2 separate regions of the Pan troglodytes genome follow, and region 2 is linked to region 1. Evidence: chromatin contacts called from public HiChIP or PLAC-seq data. All regions are on one chromosome and are shown on one strand. Each heading gives the region's core, a stretch centred on a gene start, on an enhancer-like site or on the middle of the called end of the contact. The rest is flanking DNA. Distances are from core to core; before and after follow the strand shown.

Region 1 (3,061 bases), core at 43-2,542:
GCAGTGTCTGCAGAGCCAAACGCATCTTCCGCCACGCCTCATCCTCATCCGGCGCCGCATCCGACCCTCCAAGACTCCTGCAGGAGCCTGCCTTCCTGGGCAGGCTCAGCCAAAAGACCAACTCAAAACTCTTTTGTCAGAGCAAGCTTAGGGAGAGCCACCCAGCCCCGAGTGCCACAACCCTCCCAGAGCAACCGTGGCCCATGTCACCCCCGCCTCTCAGTGAACATTGGCAGGGTACCTCCCATTATCTCCTTTGCTCAAAAGAAAGTGACCTTCTTCCAGGTGGCAAGCTGGAAGCTTTGGGGAATCCTCCTACTGTTCACTCTCAGCAGGATTCTCCAAACCTGGGATCTCAAGGTCGGGGTGGGCTGCCTTGCGGAGCAGGGGAGGGAAGAAGGGCAGGTTCTGCTGGGTTTCCACCTCAGTGCAGAAACCCCACCAAAAACTCTTCCGGGCAGCCCGGCTGTCTGCTCCAACTGCTCTGCTGGGGATGGCGAGGAGGCGCCAGGAGACACAGCTGCTGAGGGGGCCGCGGCTGCAGGCGCTGCAGGGGACGGAGTGGAGCCGTTCCCGGGGGCAGAGGGAAGAGGCTGCAGTCGTCCAGTCCCAGAGCCCCGAGATGGCCTGTGGCTGAGGGAGCAGGTGGGCCCGGGGGAGGTGGCGGGCCGAGAGCGGAGCTGCGGCCTCGGGATCACAGCCCAGTCCCAGTCCCAGTGTGGGTGTACGGCCGGAACGCCCGGAGGCGGCGGGGAGAGGGGAGCAGCTTCAGCCCAGTCGCAGGAGCGCGGACCGAGCCTCGGCTTTGGGGAGAGGGGTCCAGCCTCCATTCCCGCCCCGGGGGAGAAAGCTTCGGCGCCGGACCCGGGGGAAAGCTGCTACCCCAGCCGCGGCGGGATGGCCCATCCCCAACCCCGCCCCACTCCCGCTCCCGCTCGGGGAAGGTGAAAGCGCCCGAGCCGCCGAAGTCTCCCCGCTCGCTCCTACCTGCGGGCCGGGCACCAGGTTGGGTTCGTCATCCTCCCTGGGGCCGTCGTGGTCGGGCTCCGCCGGCGCCTCCGGAGGGCCTGCACCCGCTCCCGCCTCCAGGCTTGGCGGCGGCGGGGGCTCGGGCGCCTGGGGCTTCTGCGGCCCCGCGGCCCGAGCCCGCTCGCGCCTGCCCGCACCGCCGCTCGGCCTGCTCCGCCTCCGAGTCATGCCGCCGCTCGCGCCGCTCCCTCGCTCCACACGCCGCGCCGCCGCCGCCGCCGCCGCCGCCGCTACCGCTCCCCTCACAGGACAACAGCCAATATGGCGGCGCCCGGTTCCCCCCCTCCGCCTGCTGCCAACAGGTCAGAGGGCACGCGGAGTCCGCGCCGCCGCACTAGCCCCCGAGGCCGCCTGCGCCATTTTGAATAAGGTCACCACCCGGAGTTCGGTGGGAGAAAAACTTGGTGGGGAGACGCCCTTCCCCCCCTACGCGGGACGGGAAGGATGCAACCTGCTGGAGGAACGCGTGTAATGCGGTGGTAATCGCGCTGCACCACCTTAGCACTTAATAATTGCCTGTTAAATGGATGAGTGAATTAATTTCTATAGTGTTACAATACTTTCACACCCATCGTCTGACTCCTTCCGACAGCACAGCGAGGCAGGTACGGATCATTCCCATTTTGCAGGTGAGAAATATTGAGGCAACATAAAGGCCTGGAAAAGGTTGCTGTACATCATTTTGTTGGAACTCCTGGGCTCGTGGACGGCCTGAGTTGAAAGGGACGAAGGTCTTTATTTGCAACATATGGTCTACTGGGAGTCCAGCGTTCTGTGCTTGGGACAGTGGGACTCAAACCCGACTCCTTGTTCCCGAGTCTGATGGGGAAGGTAGACACGTAGGTACATAGTTACAACCGGTGTGATAACGATGAGACGACTAGGTGTTTCCAAAAAAATAGTATGTGCAGGAGAGGATTTTGGAGTGGTACACAAAGGAGAATTTTTAAAACTTAATAATTATGTATTTAATTGTTAAAAATGGAATTTCCCCCCTCTTTTCTTTTTGTGAATATACTGTATAATACATGTACATGGCACAGATTAAAAAAAAAAAAGTTTTGAGTGAAGTCTGTCTCATGCCTGGGCTATGTACTCTGAAATTGTGGTTATATGCAGAGTTGCTATTGGTATCAACAGGGGCGGAATCCTGACACTGGCTTCCTAACCCATGGGGCAAGGGCTATTTTGAAAGGAAGAGCTACATGGAAGGCCCTGGAGCTCTCCTTAACTACCAAGAAAATAAATCAAAAATAGTACCTTATCTCACCCAGGGATTAATGCCACTATCAAAGATTTGAAAGACGCAGGGTGAGTCCCATCACATCACCATTACCTCTTCAGTTTGCCCAGAACAGAAGAGAGGCGGCGTTGAAGAACAACAGAGCATTATGATAAACTTACTTATTCTGGTAAGAACCCCAACTGCAGGCATTCTTCCAGATGCGGTCCTTCTTGGGACAGATCAGCACAGTTGTTGGTCTCTAATAGGCAACAAGAGGTCTGGTCAATGGTTATTCTTCTGTACCAAACACCAGGAGTCCCTTGCATTGATCTGGCAGGGGCAGCGCTAAACCCTCACTGTCTTGCTTCAGGGTATGTCACGCTCTGGACCCAGCCACTTAGTTTACAGGGATTTTTTTTTTTTTTTTTTTTTTTAATGACAGAGTCTCACTCTATCTCCCAGGCTGGAGTGCAGTGGCGCAATTTCAGCTCACTGCAACCTCCGTCTCCTGGGTTCAAGGGATTCTCGTGCCTCAGCCTCCAGATCAGCTGGGATTAGAGGGACATGCTACCACGCCCCCTAATTTTTTTGTATTTTTAGTAGAGACGGGGTTTCGCCATATTGCCCAGGCTGGTCTCGAATTCTTGACCTCAGGTGATGCACCTGCCTCGGCCTCCCACAGTGCTAGGATTACAGGCGGAGCCACTGCACCCTGCCAGTTTACAGGGATTTTTTTTTTTACTAAATCTCCATTCTAATGGATATCAGGCTAATTTACTGAGGCACTGATGACATCATCTTGATGGA
Region 2 (2,996 bases), core at 265-2,764, 420 kb after region 1:
CCTTCCCCCGTTCCCCAGGACAGCGACCAACACAGGGCGGCAGGGTAGGGCTGGACCCCCTCCTCTGCAGAACTGAATTCTGTTGAATACCCAGTGGGCAGATTAAGTTCGGGCTAAGGGGACCAGAAAGGCTGGGACAGGAAAGGAGTTTTCTTTTCTTTCTTTTTTTTTTTTTTTGAGACGGAGTCTCGCTCTGTCGCCTAGGCTGGAGTGCAATGGCGCGATCTCGGCTCACTGCAACCTCCGCCTCTCGGGTTCAAACGATTCTCCTGCCTCAGTCTCCCGAGTAGCTAGGACCATGGGACTACAGGCGCCCGCCACCATTCCCGGCTAATTTTTGTATTTTTAGTACAGACGGGGTTTCACCATATTGGACAGGCTGGTCTCGAACTCCTGACCTTATGTTCCGCCCGCCTCAGCCTCCCAAAGTGCTGGGATTACAGGCCTGAGCCGCCCGGCCCAGAGTTTTCTATCTTTCCTTTTCTTTTTTTTTGAGACGGAGTCTCGCTCTGTCGCCCAGGCTGGAGTGCAGTGGTGTCGTCTCGGCTCACTCCGAGCTCCGCCTCCCGGGTTCACGACATTCTCCTGCCTCAGCCTCCCGAGTAGCTGGGACTACAGGCGCCCGCCACCACGCCTGGCTAAGGTTTTGTATTTTTAGTAGAGACGGGGTTTCCCCGTGTTAGCCAGGATGGTCTCGATCTCCTGACCTCCTGATCCGCCCGCCTCGGCCTCCCAAAGTGCTGGGATTACAGGCGTGAGCCGCCGCGCCCGGCCTGGAGTTTTCTTTTTTTTTTTAAGCATCACTTTATATTTCAAGAGCTCTCAGTTCTCCTGAGATTTCTAGGCTCTGTCCAGGATCCCTAAGCCTGTTCACAGTTCTACTTGAAGTTTCTAATCTTTCTTTTCTCATTAACCCAAACTGGAGAGAGGAAAAAGCCCATCATTTTCCCTGGACAGCAGCGCCTACTGGGAGTTTCACCCGCATTAACATGCAAACGACAGGCAAACTCCTAGTCATCCTTCCAAAGACCCTGCTCCAAAGCCCTGCGCACCTAGGCCGGTGCGCACCTAGCCCAGCCACTGCCCCTCACGGCCCCCGCGCCGCCCTCACTGAGCAGGGCGGACAGCGCTGTAGGCGTAACCACTCGGGGCTTGGGGCTTCTGACCCGGGAGTCGGGTGCTGGGTTGAGTGCGAGGCCGACGCCTCTGCCGGGTGGGGAACCCGCCCGCCGGCGAGGAGCGGTCGCGGCCAGGGGCTTCCGCCGACTGGGAGGCCCGGGGCCGGGCCGGAGGGACTCGGAACCTGGAGACTACCAGGCGCGACCCCCCAGAGGACTACAGGCGCGGCTCTTCTGGCCGCCGCCCGGTTCCCGCGGGCGACTCCACTCGGCACGCGCGGCGGGGAGCCTCGGCGGTCAGGCGCAAAGCCGCGGGCTCGTGGGACGGCCACCCCTCCGCAAAACCGCCAATGGGCGGGCCCGGGCCGCCGATCGCCCGCCGCGGCTTCCGGTTCCGATGACAGTGGCGCCGGAAGCCGGGGCCGGGGCTGCGGGGCGAGGTGAGAGCGTGCGGGCTTGGGAGCCGGCAGGTGCGGGCCGAGGGCGGGCACAGCGGCCGGCGGAGCTGAGGCGCGCGGCGGGGAAAGCTCGGCCGGCCTCCCGGGCCCCAGCCTTCTCCAGAACCCCTGCTACCCACGACTAAGCCCCGAACAATCTGCCCTTGGGCTTGTTCTCTTCGCAGTTGTCGGCCCTGGGCCGGGAGCTGGAGTCCCAGACTCATAGGTCCCGGCCCAGCCCCCGAAGAGCCGCCTCAGCCGGGGGGAGTTGCTCGGACTCAAACGTCCAGTCCTCGTGCGACCGCGCTGGGTCGGAAGTGAGCAGGTGCGCACCGGCCTCGGCAGGGCTTTGGAGCAGGGTCTTTGGAAGGATGACTAGGAGTTTGCCTGTCGTTTGCATGTTAATGCGGGTGAAACTCCCAGTAGGCGCTGCTGTCCAGGGAAAATGATGGGCTTTTTCCTCCCTCCAGTTTTGGTTAATGAGAAAAGAGAGATTAGAAACTTCAAGTAGGACTGTATAGTAAAAAAAAAAAATGGAGGAGGGCGATATGACAGGGTAACTGGTGTGAGGGTGGGGCGGAGGGGTCAGTATTAGATACTGTGGTCTAGCAGAGCATCTCTGGGGACGGGACATTTGCGTTGAGACCCAAATTAGGAGGCAGGCTTAGGAAGATACGGGAAGAGAGTGGTCCAGGCAGCGGGAACAGCCAGTGTGAAGGCCCTAGGGCAGAAATCAACTGAGAGTATAGTCAAGGAACAGAAAGAAAGCTAGTGTGGCTGGAGTATGGTAAGAAAGGGAAAGAGTGGTAGGAGATGAGGTCGGAGAATTGGGGTTTGGTCACATAGAGTCTGTAGGTCAGAGAGAGGAATGTGGAGTTTTTTCTAAGTACAGTGGAAATCTTTTGGTTTTAAGCAGAGGAGTGACATGTAGGGTAGAGAGTGGATGGAGGTCGCGGCTGCAAAAGCACAAGAACTGGCTGGGCACGGTGGTTCACGCCCGTAATTCCAGCACTTTGGGAGGCTGAGGCTGGCAGACGGCTTGAGCTCAGCACTTCAAGATCAACCTGGCCAACATGGTGAAACCCTGTCGCTCCAAAAAATTAGGCCGGGCGCAGTGGCTCACGCTTGTAACCCCAGCACTTTGGGAGGCCAAGGCGGGAGGATCACTTGAGGCCAGGAGTTCAAGACCAGCCTGGCCAACATGGTGAAACCCCGTCTCTACTAAAAATACAAAATTTAGCCGGGTGTGGTGGCAGGTGTCTGTAATTCCAGCTACTTGGGAGGCTGAGGCAGGAGAATCGCTTGAAACTGGGAAGCAAAGGTTGCAATGAGCCAAGATCGTGCCACTGTACTGCAGCCTGGGCGACAGAGTAAGACTCTGTCTCAAAAACAAACAACAAAAAAATTAGCCAGGTGTGGTGGGGAGAGAGGGGAAGAATAG

The links. HiChIP or PLAC-seq counts read pairs in DNA pulled down with a chosen protein or histone mark.
Region 2: an H3K4me3 HiChIP or PLAC-seq map of stem cell-derived excitatory neurons shows a contact between it and region 1, with 2.4 times the contacts expected there. The contact joins the promoter of RMND5B here to the promoter of FAM193B in region 1. A contact is called at or near these places in 1 of 1 datasets of contacts at active chromatin or transcription factors (stem cell-derived excitatory neurons) and 1 of 1 other capture datasets (stem cell-derived neural stem cells).

Annotation. Positions count from the first base shown.
Region 1 is chr4:175,175,824-175,178,884 of NHGRI_mPanTro3-v2.0_pri, forward strand. It overlaps FAM193B (family with sequence similarity 193 member B), which reads right to left and starts at 1,293. Exons shown (of 9, transcript XM_518137.8): 1 at 988-1,293. The coding sequence starts at 1,197.
Region 2 is chr4:175,597,509-175,600,504 of NHGRI_mPanTro3-v2.0_pri, forward strand. It overlaps RMND5B (required for meiotic nuclear division 5 homolog B), which reads left to right and starts at 1,515. Exons shown (of 11, transcript NM_001280502.1): 1 at 1,515-1,558; 2 at 1,741-1,880.